4 separate regions of the Mus musculus genome follow, and regions 1, 3 and 4 are each linked to region 2. Evidence: chromatin contacts called from public Hi-C and HiChIP or PLAC-seq data. All regions are on one chromosome and are shown on one strand. The core of a region is the stretch at or near the end of the contact, and the rest is flanking DNA. Distances in the headings are between cores, read along the strand shown.

The links. A called contact is a pair of places that touch in the nucleus more often than the background predicts. HiChIP or PLAC-seq counts read pairs in DNA pulled down with a chosen protein or histone mark.
Region 1: a BATF HiChIP or PLAC-seq map of CD8 T cells shows a contact between it and region 2, with 19 read pairs. The contact joins two enhancer-like sites. A contact is called at or near these places in 2 of 484 Hi-C or Micro-C datasets (the G1E-ER4 cell line and embryonic fibroblasts) and 2 of 115 datasets of contacts at active chromatin or transcription factors (CD8 T cells and effector CD8 T cells).
Region 3: a contact with region 2 is called in a Hi-C map of the G1E-ER4 cell line, with 2.1 times the contacts expected there. The contact joins two enhancer-like sites. A contact is called at or near these places in 2 of 484 Hi-C or Micro-C datasets (the G1E-ER4 cell line and nephron progenitors).
Region 4: a contact with region 2 is called in a BATF HiChIP or PLAC-seq map of CD8 T cells, with 24 read pairs. The contact joins two enhancer-like sites. A contact is called at or near these places in 3 of 484 Hi-C or Micro-C datasets (B cells, the G1E-ER4 cell line and nephron progenitors) and 4 of 115 datasets of contacts at active chromatin or transcription factors (CD8 T cells, bone marrow-derived macrophages, effector CD8 T cells and 1 more).

The regions. Positions count from the first base shown.
Region 1 is chr13:45,648,016-45,650,715 of GRCm38.p6, reverse strand. All of the region lies in intron 6 of Atxn1 (ataxin 1), which reads left to right. Among named protein-coding and RNA genes, the nearest start is that of Gm34582, 120 kb to the right of the region's middle. Within about 2 kb of position 1,360, at least 34 of the 459 cell types and tissues checked have an H3K27ac peak or open chromatin away from gene starts, as enhancers often do. A contact at or near this core is called in CD8 T cells and effector CD8 T cells, where this site is marked.
Region 2 is chr13:45,849,467-45,852,298 of GRCm38.p6, reverse strand. The region is part of intron 3 of Atxn1 (ataxin 1); the gene reads left to right. Among named protein-coding and RNA genes, the nearest start is that of Atxn1, 110 kb to the left of the region's middle. Within about 2 kb of position 1,373, at least 85 of the 459 cell types and tissues checked have an H3K27ac peak or open chromatin away from gene starts, as enhancers often do. A contact at or near this core is called in CD8 T cells, the G1E-ER4 cell line, effector CD8 T cells and 1 more, where this site is marked.
Region 3 is chr13:45,622,347-45,625,214 of GRCm38.p6, reverse strand. The region is part of intron 6 of Atxn1 (ataxin 1); the gene reads left to right. Among named protein-coding and RNA genes, the nearest start is that of Gm34582, 98 kb to the right of the region's middle. Within about 2 kb of position 1,299, at least 47 of the 459 cell types and tissues checked have an H3K27ac peak or open chromatin away from gene starts, as enhancers often do. A contact at or near this core is called in the G1E-ER4 cell line, where this site is marked.
Region 4 is chr13:45,685,128-45,687,827 of GRCm38.p6, reverse strand. The region is part of intron 6 of Atxn1 (ataxin 1); the gene reads left to right. Among named protein-coding and RNA genes, the nearest start is that of Gm34582, 160 kb to the right of the region's middle. Within about 2 kb of position 1,392, at least 23 of the 459 cell types and tissues checked have an H3K27ac peak or open chromatin away from gene starts, as enhancers often do. A contact at or near this core is called in CD8 T cells and memory CD8 T cells, where this site is marked.

The sequences.
Region 1 (2,700 bases), core at 111-2,610, 200 kb after region 2:
AACGAAGATGCTTCAGCCACCATTGGTTCAGCACACAAAGATAAAACTCACACCAGTACTTTAAATTAAACCGTTGAACATCCTTTTCGGGACTGTTTTTTGCAATGGGTGTTAGCATATTAGGTATTGCATCAATGTGTTAAATAAAAGTACCATGGCTATGAAGTGGGCTTAAATGTCTAACTCCACCCACCTGCCTTGTTTTCTGTGTTTACTGCCACAGGAAAAAAACATCTGCTTGGGACTTTACTGTGGGTGATTTTCATTTTTCAGAGTTGCGGTTGTCCTGATTACTATGCACTTAGTATTCAGGAATGTGCCTGCATGCATTCAGCTACTCTGTGTGAACACAGCACCCACACTTCCCATATGTGCATGTATACACATCCCTGCCTGTGCCCATGTATTCTCAAATCCTGGTGGTGGGTTTTTTGTTTTTTGTTTTTTGCGTGCTCACACATAAGGATACATTCACAACCGCATAGATGTATATTCTCTCATGTGTGCATATGTGTATATATTCACCCCTGCATGATAGAATATTGCAATTCACCCCATACATTTGGACACATGCGTACTACAAACACGCATTTACTCTAATGATATAGAATGCTCACAACCATACCCAGGTGTGTGCACTCATGCCTACATGTGCCTACATATGTTTCTCATGTTTATGGGTTATATACATCTCTCTGTGCGCCCATATGATATGTGTGTGTGTATGTCCTAATCCTTACATATACATGCACACTCTCCTCTGCACACCTATCTGCAATTGCACTTACCTCCCACAAGTGTGAAAGTGTGTGAATGGGTATCATCCCACAACAAATGCCAAGCTGTGTCCCCATGTCTTGCCCTCACCCTTGAGCCTAAGTCTAACCCTGTGGAGAAGGAGGCAGCCCAGAGTTTAATTCTACATTTAAGATATTTTTGAAAATATTCCCATTGAGAGAAACAGGAAAGACTGGAGCCTAAAATGTCAGAGTACATTTGCTTCCAGCTCCCAGTCACAGAGCTGAAGCAACCCACTATTCAAAAATTACATATTTTAGTCATCCTTCGTCCAAAGTGGGAGGGGCCAGATGCAAATGTAAGCAGCTCCTTGGCTCCCTTCAGTGTCCTTGCTACTGTTAAAGTGACAGTGGATGATTCAGTGGGGCTGGTTCCTTGGTTTCAGTTTGAACAGCCTCACCCTGTGATAGGTGTGAACTTGTATTTCTCACTGTATGAGAGAAAACCCTCAAACAGAAAGACCAGGGCAGCTTGAGTTGGAGGGACCTCATAATCCAAGGTGGCATCTACTGTGTTCCAGCTGGTAACCTCAGGGGTTCACGTGTGACTCAAAAAGGAGAGTGCTGGCCCACAATCAGTGTTTCCTGCCACAAGTCAGGAAATGTGATCATATCACACGTAAGCCAGTGTCACAAGGGGACATCAGATGTGAAACCGGAGGGGCTTTTTGTCTCTTAGCAGCTTAAATATTTAATTAAATTAGGAGGGAGGGAGGAGTGGAGAGAGGGACAGACAGAGGCAGAGTGACAGAGAGACGGACACAGATTTCATATGTTCTGTTGTCAGGTAATAGTCCCCCATGTTATTTTTATGGGCCATTCTATCTAGCGACAAGTTGGATTATAAAACCGTCTCCCAGCTTCCCCAAAGTAATGTCTGTTTTCTCGCTTTCTAATACTTTCTTCAGATCTTCGGGTAAAGCCTCGTCACGGTGAATCCAGATGAGAGCTGGCTTGGGGATACTTGGAGATGTGGATGGTTTGGTTCTGACTTCATCCATTTTAGGCAGAGAAACCTGTTTGTTCCTGAAGGTTTGAGTCTAGGCTGGCTGTGTAGACAGAAGCAGAATACCAGCATCACTTCCCAACTTATCCTTCTGATTCTCTGTATTAAAGTAGCTGAGCTATTTTTAATGAACATATGCAAATTTTATAAAGTTGTGTCTCACCTCCATCCTCAATATTTTTTTCATTACAATACATTTGCCTATCTGTCTGTCTGTCTGTCTATCTATCTATCTATCTATCTATCTATCTATCTATCTATCTACTGTATGTGTGTGCTTGCATGCACCTGCTGTGATGTACAAGTAGAAATCTAGGCACACTGAGAGCGACCTGGTACTCTCCTTCTACCATGTGAGGTCTAAGGAGCAGACTCAGGTTGCCAGTCTTGATAGTGAGCTAGCTCCTTTACCCACTGAACCGCTTTATTGGCTCCCCCGTCTTCAGCCTCTTAAATGAAACAGACAGTAAGCACATTCTAGCTTTTATTTAAAATGTTGTCCCTGGGCTGGGGCTGGAGCTGAGTTGAGAGAGTGCTTGCCTTGTATGTTCTATGCAGTGGGTCCATGAGCCCCAACACTGCATAAACCAGGCATGGTAGCACATGTCTGTAATTATTGCTTTTATGAAGTAGGGGCAGGGGGATCAGAAGTTCTTGGTCATCCTAAGCTACAGAGTGAGTTCAAACTCGACCTATGCTATGTGAGACCCCATATTGGTTACTTCTCTGTTGCTCTTATAAATTACCATGACCAAAGAAACTTGTGGAGGGAAGAGTTTATTTGTGCTCAGGATTCTAGAGAGAGATAGGCTGGGATGCTGGGGAAGCCTGGCAGCCAAGCTACAGAAATGGTGGCTGGAGCAGCGGGCTGCGGGCTAACATCTTGAACTATAAGTA
Region 2 (2,832 bases), core at 124-2,623:
CATTTATTTAGATTTCTTGTGGAGTATTTACATATGTGCTAGGATATTTGAGTGAGTAAGATGCATAGCTATTTTTTCCTCCATAGCTCAAGCAATAAGACTTCAGGGTAAGACCCTTGTAGGTAGGGAAAATGAAAAAAACAAACAAACATCAAACCAACCAAACAAATAATAGCAACAACAAAAATGCAGGTGACCACCCAACTCTACACACAAACAATAAATAATGTGTGTGGTCTGTAGGTCCTATTTTAGCCAAACTCATAAGGGATTAATGAGTCATACAGAGGAGGTCTACTTATCTGGTGATACCCTAATACAATACTGTAAGCAGCACTGGAGCAGGCAAGGTAGAGAGCTATCATCAGTAGTTTCCAGACCGCATTCAACAAGTGCTTCCTGTGTAACTTGTAAACGTGGGGTACAGTGTGGTCAGTTGAAAGAAGTATACAGTGTGTGATTTGTGATCAGGGTAGTTAGAATTTTCTTCATAACTTTTGGTCTGTTCTCATGTTGGCAACCTTTTGGTTCTCCCTTCCATTTTCCTCTAAAATTTATAATATGTTGTTGTGAAATATAGCGACCATCCTGGCCGTAGAATGTAGACTTTGGTCATTCTGTTTATTGGTGTTCTTGGTCCCCTGAGTGACAACCTTGGCCCGAGTTACAGTCTAAAAATTCCAAGCTTTAAATACATATTTTTAAAAGATACAAACTATATACTAAAACAATATAGGTTCCTCGGGATGTCTTTTTGGCTTTATTCCTGGAAGCAATCCTCAGATCGGAGCTTGTCTCCACCTATGGTGGAGGGCATTGGGAGAGCATAGTACTTGCTATGACTGGCCTGTAAAAGTGCATGGACCCTATTGATCTCCCTGGCCTCCTGCAGATTGAAAACTCCATGTCTTCTGGTACAGTTATGTAACCGTGGTCTCCCATTCTCCCTGGTGGAATTCATTGTGTGCCTGGGGCAAACTATCATTTGCAGGGAGTTAGGGAGGTCAGCCTATGTGCAAGTGTAGAAGAGAAGGTCCAGTCCCCAAGGGACTCATCTCTATTGTCTTTCGGCGAAGCAGGACTTTCAGACTTGGTGGTTAATAATTTAATTCCCTTGTGACATTAATAAGGGAGTGTTTCATGAATTTTCTATTAAAATAAACAAAGCAAGGGTCTTCTAAATTCTTGTCCTTCTTTTTTTTCTCTCTCTCTTTCTATTGAGGTCCCAGATTTTTATCACTGTGTGACAGACTGTCTGAGTAGAAGCCCTTTCACTCCATGGAGCCTCAAATCTTTGTTGTCCATTGAGAAGGAGGTTCTGGTTTTTCTTTCTAACTAAACATCTCCTTCCTGAAAGCTGAGCTGTGAGCAGCAGTTAGAATGATGGTCACATGTCATTCTTGTTAGCAGCTGGCTGTCTGCCTCAGAGTGGCACATTATTTGGGTTTCATAACAGCATTTTCTCTCTCTAGCAAAATGTTAAATGATAAGGAGCAGGAAACCGCATGAGTTCTGCAGAGTGGCACTGTAGACTGGGTGTGATTTGGAGAAACCAGGTTATGACTGTCCCTGGGGAGAGTGTCCTTCCTGTCTGGTTCCTATCCTAGCCCCTATCTCTGCCCCCTATATGTCTACTGTGTACAGTGGGCCATCATGAATCACAAACCTGCTGAAGACATTTGCTCGGGGTTACCTATGGACCAGGCTTGCCCTCCAGAACCCAGGCTCTCATTTATAAGTTCTGCCTGAGTTCTCAGACAACTACGGAAACCCTTTTGATGAATGCCTGTGACCCTCGGGCACTACCTAGACCTGTGTGTTTTCTGGTACCCCATTTAGGTTGCAGCCTGCTGTAGGACAGGACCCATGTCACAGTCCAGTGTTTCTCAATGGTGGTCTCATCTCAGGATCTCCTGCATCTGACTCACCAGGATGTGGTTATTAAAGTCAAAGACACAGTGACACCAGGCTGAAGGAATCAGAATTTCTGGGGGTGGGGGTGGGGGGATGGGGAAGCTCGCATGGCTTGCTCCACCTAAACTCTCTGCCTACTGGGGTTTCAAACAAGTGTCTAGAGACTAATATGAATATTCCCCTTGTCCAGCTTCAGGTCTGAGTACAATGAAGATCCCAATGCAATGCTCCCTTATTGATCTAAGCAACATTCACCATGAGAGTCACATTTACCTTTTGATTTATCAGTTTTTAATGACAAAAATTGAGGGATCCTATCCGCCTTTTGGGGAATAGGAAGTCAGTATATATAAGCTCTCAGAAACCCAGTTCCAACTAAACTCACAAAGCACCCTCTACCCCAGGCCAGAGGCTCTTGGAAAACACTTATGTCTCTTTCTTCTGTCCCTTGTAACAGCAGCAGATCCTTCTGGGGTCTGGTATCAGGGCACATCTGCTCTGTGCTAGGCAGCTGGAGGAGCCACAAAAGAGCCGCCAACTCCCAAGGCCATATCAGCTGCCCTCAGCACTTGATGCTGAGGTGTTATCTCCTTCAGCTGTTAGGACTTTCAGGTGGTCAGTGTGCATGGTAGGAGAGCCATCCTGTTATGGAAAGAGACGATGTTAAGCCCCAGTGGCCCCACGGTGGCAATGGCAGAGTCTGGGTTCAAGTCTGATGTTAACAGATTACGATGGTGACATTTGGCTCTTCTTTCTTCCTTATGCTTTGCTACCCATCCTGGAACCCTGGGGGCAGTCAACCACCTTTGCTTGATTCCAAAGAAATCTGTGGTGTCTATCTATGCTTCTGGCAGAACTCCTCAGTGGTTTGTATGCAGCCCTGGTGGATGAGTATAACAGAAGAACTTATAATGCCCT
Region 3 (2,868 bases), core at 50-2,549, 230 kb after region 2:
AATGGTGTTTTGTTCTGTGCATTTTGTCTGAGCTACGTACTTGAGGTTTCACATTCTCCCATGTATTCCTTTGGCTAGCAAAATGATCATTGAAAAAAAAAAAAAAAGAATGGTTCACTGGGCCAATTACATGGAGCTTGGTTTCATGTTTGGGAAAATTATGAAGCTGTAGATAAAGCTGAACTTCCTAGGCTCATCCATTCTCTTACTGGTCATTAGACAACTCTATAAAATAATTCTTAGAAGGGAAGGTTTTATTTTCTTTCTTTCCGAAAGGTCCAAGAGAAAATGGGATTGCCAAAGACCATTCCTGATTCAGATACCAGGAAAGAGACCTACAGTGGCCTGTGACCACTTCCATAACCACAAGTGATCTATGGGCTGTCTGGTCTCTGATGGACAGCCCCATTTTAGCAACAGAGAATTTCAGAAAACAGAAACCTGTTTAGGAACCCAGACCAAACCAAGTAACAGGCAACCTTTACAGTCAAAATTGTCAAAGGGTCTGAAAGCAAAACAAAACAATATTTCAGAGTTGACTTGAGTCAAAGAAATGCCATGATATTGGGGCCAAGCAAAGGTTAAGAGTTGAGGAGGGCAGGCTGTGAATTGCAGGAAAGGGGATAGTTCCCTGTTAGAATTCCACATTGAAAATATATGGCACTGTTAAAGAGGTTTTTTAAGGCTGTTTTAAAACCCAGTCAGTTTTTAGCAGTGTCTTAAGCCCCTTCTGGTCATATATTGTGAGTTAGGTAGAAGTATTTATAGATAAATAATTGTGTGGAATCTCATTTACAAATAAAACAATACATCATGATCCTGTCACTTTATAAATTATGTGTTGTTATACATTGGAGCAATGGGTGGTCTTTTAGTTATCCTAAGAAAATAGTCTTCATCAAGAAAGTCAGTATGAGATTGGTTGTTTGTGAACTTTCTCAGATAAAATGTTTAAGATTTTGAAGGTTCTTGCATGATGATGATGGGGGGTGGTGACTTTGTGGGACATCATTCTAGACTCATGAGTCACCATCTTAGCACCATGAGTCATCATGAGTCATCATTCCAACACCATGAGTCATCACCTTAGCATCATGAGTCATCATCTTAGCGTCATTAGTCATCATGAGTCATCATTTTAGCATCATGACTCATCATCCTAGCACCATGAGTCATCATCTTAGCACCATGAGTCATGAGTCATCATGTACCATGAGTCATCATTCTAGCATCATGAGTCATCATCTTACCATCATTAGTCATTATGAGTCATCATTTTAGCATCATGAGTCATCATTCCAGCACCATGAGTCATCATGAGTCATCATCCTAGCACCATGAGTCAACATCCTAGCATCATGGGACATCATCTGTGCTGCTGAGGTTTTTCTCAACTTGACACAAGCAAGGGTCATGTGCAAAGAGGAGAACCTTAATTGAAAAGATGCCTCTATAAGATTAGCCTGTGGCTAAAACTGTGGAAAAATTTTTGATTAATAATTGGTGGAGGACTGCCCACTGTAGACAGCGCCATCCTTGGGCACGTGCTTCTGAGGTATATAAAAGCAAAGTGAGCAAGCCATCAAGGAGCAAGCCAGGATCTACAATCTTGTCAATTTTCAGCTCTTGTCTCCAGGTTTTGCCCTTGAACTCCAGTCCTGGCATCCCTGATGATGAACTTTAAAACCTGTGAGATACGAAAACCCTTTCCTTCCCAAGTTGGTTTTGGTCATCATGTTTATCACAGCAATAGAAAGCAAACCTGAGTATTGTCCCAGCACTGTGGGACATCACAGAAGAGCCTGTCAGCATCACTAGGGGAGCTGTCAAAGCAGATTACTGGGCTCCATGCCCAAGTGTCTTAATCAGGTCTGGACTGAGTGCTGAGAGTCTGAATTCATGGCCAGTTCCCATGTTAGCTCCCATGCATCTGGTCCAAGGATCACACTACGCAAACCATTAACTTAGACTTTATACATAACGAGTGGGTTGAAAAATAGCCTATTCAACCAGAAAGCCTAAAATGATCACCAATACCATGTCAGACCTAGGAATCTAAGGAGAAGGAAAAGGTAGGCCAGTTTAAATATAATCCATGAGTGGAAGTTACGCAGGCCCCAAGTGCTGCCAAGCTTGGTCTGAAGGACAGGAAGGACTGTCTGGTTCACTGTGTGCATTTTAGCTCAGGTCTACAGAGTGGTTAAGGGTCTGCTTCAGGGTCCATGGACCTTTTCAGGAGAGAGCCTGTTCTGCCTTGGCTTGTGGCAGCCTTCCCCCATGCCATTTCTCAGCTGGCCATACTGAAAAGTCTCTGGCAATGAATAGCCCATCTGGGAAGAAGGCATCGATGTCACTGGTGACTGCCAGCTAATACCATTTCTACTGCTATCCAAGACCTCTTTCAGCATGCTCTTGGTCTCCTCTGGGAATAAGTTTTCCTTCAGAATAGAGAGTGTTCTACTTCTAGCTCCAACTCTCTGCCTCCCAGCCCCTCCCACATTACAGAGCAGTCACAGATCTTAGTAACAGTGAAAGCTTCCGTCATTCCTGCCCCATAAGCTAACTTGCTTCCTGGAAACTTCTCTCCTACAAGTGAAGGTTCTGGTAGAATTGAAAGACCGCAACAAACAGATCCTAGCCTCATGGATCAGATTTACCCTTAGATTTTTCGTGTCATGGAGAAACATGTTCTTTCTAAAGAATGATTCCCAAACCTAATTGAACAGGATCCCCTGGGGATATGGTTGGTTGTTGATGGTTTGTTGGTTGGTTGGTTGGTTGGTTTTTAAATACTAATTGCTATGCCCTGGTCCAGAAAATACAAATTCCACTGGAACTTGGGGCTGTGTGCGAATGTGCATTGCCTAA
Region 4 (2,700 bases), core at 143-2,642, 160 kb after region 2:
TGTGAGAGCTTTACCTATATAAAGCACAGGGAGATTCCCAGTAGCTATCAGTATGAGTGGACCTGTGAAACGGAAGCATGTGACGATACATGTGACATCATTAACAGATCGAGGTAGCAGTATAGAAAAAAAAAATAATGTCTAAAATCGATGCTCTGACATTAAAGACAGGAGAAAGCCCGAAGACAAAGATCTGTATTCTTTGGTCTTACTCTAGCAGATATTGACTGAGTATTTGCAAACGCTGGGCATTCACAACAGCTAAGGAGTTTTCAATCACTAGGGATGGAAATAAGAAAATAAGCAACTCTTTATACCATGAGCTACCTTCAGCATCCTGTGGATACAAACCAGTGTAACATTTTCTGGGATCAAGCCTTTATCCTCATACCTGAGGTATGATTGGGTGTCAACCATATCACTAGGGTGTAGCAGTCAGCATATACAGTGTAACAAGTGATTCCAATGTGTTGTGCCGTACAAACATAACTGTACTGCGATTCTGCAGGTCACTGTGCTAGCTCGGCTGAGGCGTATTATGGGAATGGTTGCTGGAAAGTTTCACAGGCTCTAGGGATAAGGGACCTTCAGTTTACCCAGCTTGTTTTAACTCTGATGTCTCTTATCCTCTGGTAAGCTCGTCAGAGCTTCTGCTTACCCACTCCTCCCTCTCCTTTCCCTGATTCTTCCCTGAGTGTGTTCGTACTTATTTATTTTCTGAGATGATGTCTTACTCTGTAGCCCAGGCTGGCCCGGAATCCATAGCAATCCTTCTGCCTCGACTACTCAAGTGCTAGGGTGGCAGGTGGTAAGACACCATGCTCAGGTATGATAGAGTTTCTCCATACTGCAATCCCAGGCGTCGTAAGAGTAGTAAAAGAGAGAAAAATCTCACTCATGTGTTCTTTCACATTTGTTAATTTCTCTTTGGCCACAAAGAGCCAATTACCTAGTAGGTTCAACTCAGGGGATCTAGCTTTCTCTGGCTCTACTCACACAGAAAACAACATGTACAAAGCTCAATGCAAGAGGACACAGCATGCTGGGAAAACTCCAAGAGTTCAGGAATGGCTAGACAAAAGCATGTGAGAAATGTCAGAGGAGATATATGTATCTATGAACCTGTGTATGTATGTATTTGAGACAGGGTCTTGCTCTATAGCCCTGGCTTGCCCAGAGCTCAACTTTTCCCCTGTGTAGATCAGGCTGGCCTAAAATTTTGGCAATTCTTCTGCCTTCACCTCACAAATGCTAGTGTTTCAGGCCTGAACCACCACACCTGGCTTGAAACATTTCGCAAATACAGACGAGTAGCCACTTAAAGCTTTTACACAGGATGCTGACATGATTGGTAGGGTACCTAGCAACACAAAGCCTAAAAGCACTTAACATCATCCCCAGGAAGACAGCCCAAGGATAGCTAAGGGCAAACAGGATGAGCAAGACTCAGAGGTGGTGCAGAGCTCACAAGCACGTTTGAAACAATACAACCAGAAGAGAGGTTGGGGGTTTCTAAAGGCACAGCAGAGAGCAGCAAGCTCCAGACCTGCCCACTGTCTGCTTCAAGGGGAAGTGCTGAGCATGGGGGAGGGGCTTGGCCCAGCTCTTACTGAATCCCACAGACCCTTGTTGACTATAGATTGTCAACAGAACCCAAGGGACTAATGGCTCAAAGATGCTCTTCGAATGTGACTGCCTGCATTATTATTGTCACGGGTCAGTCCAGCAGACCACCCTTCTCCTTTCAACACACTTTTCCCTCTTAAGCTCAAAATAGGCAACGTGCCCCAGGTGGTCTGAGGGCTCTCTTTCTCAAAAACCTCTCTAAACTTGGATTGGACCAGTGCTCACCCACTCATTTCCAAATATGACCCATAATATACATTTCAGTGTTAGCTCTTAAGCATACTAGAATGGAAATGAGTGTTTCATTTCACTAAATTCAAATTCAAAAGTGAGAGTGAGAATAACCTGTGGTTTCTATAAGTATAGTCAGGGACTCTGAAACTTGCGTGATGCTGGGTGGGTGGGAATTGCAGGCTCTTTCTCAGCTCTCTGCGTTATAACTCCAGTGTTTAAAATGTGATGGAGAAAACTGGGAAGGCCCCTACATGTGCGTGAAGTGCACAATTCACCCTATTTCTTTGTGGGATTTTTTTTTTCTGCTTAAAAAGAGGAAATTTAGAGCCCTGCAAATGGCCTGCGCCTCCTGCTTTCTCTTTATTCCCACTTAGGTCTCAGTGTTTACTATGAGAGAAGCCACGGAGCCCTAGGGCCTGGATATGGTCCTCTAGGATGGGGCAGGCCACTTGATTAACTCAGATTCAGATGTTTTGCCGCTTGCTTGAAAAGCCTGTTAGAAAGATCATCGGGTGAGACGGGTCGGTCTTTATCTTGTGGTCACTAATGGGAACCTTGCATGCTCCAGGGGCAGGGGATAGTGAGTATAAGGGGTGGCTGGAGGCTCAGCCCCTCTATATGCTGCTGGCTGAATGGGTGCCCCATCAACACCAGAGTCTGAAAAGTCCCTGGGTGCGATCCCAGCCCACAGGCATCCTTGACTGCTGAGTAACATAGCAAGCATTTTAGACTTTTTTTTTTTTTTTAATCAGAGAGTCTCAGTGAAAACCTCTTGTAGAGAACTGATAAAGAAACATGTGATAAGGGGTAAATCCCACTCCTAATTTCAAGTGCCCAAAT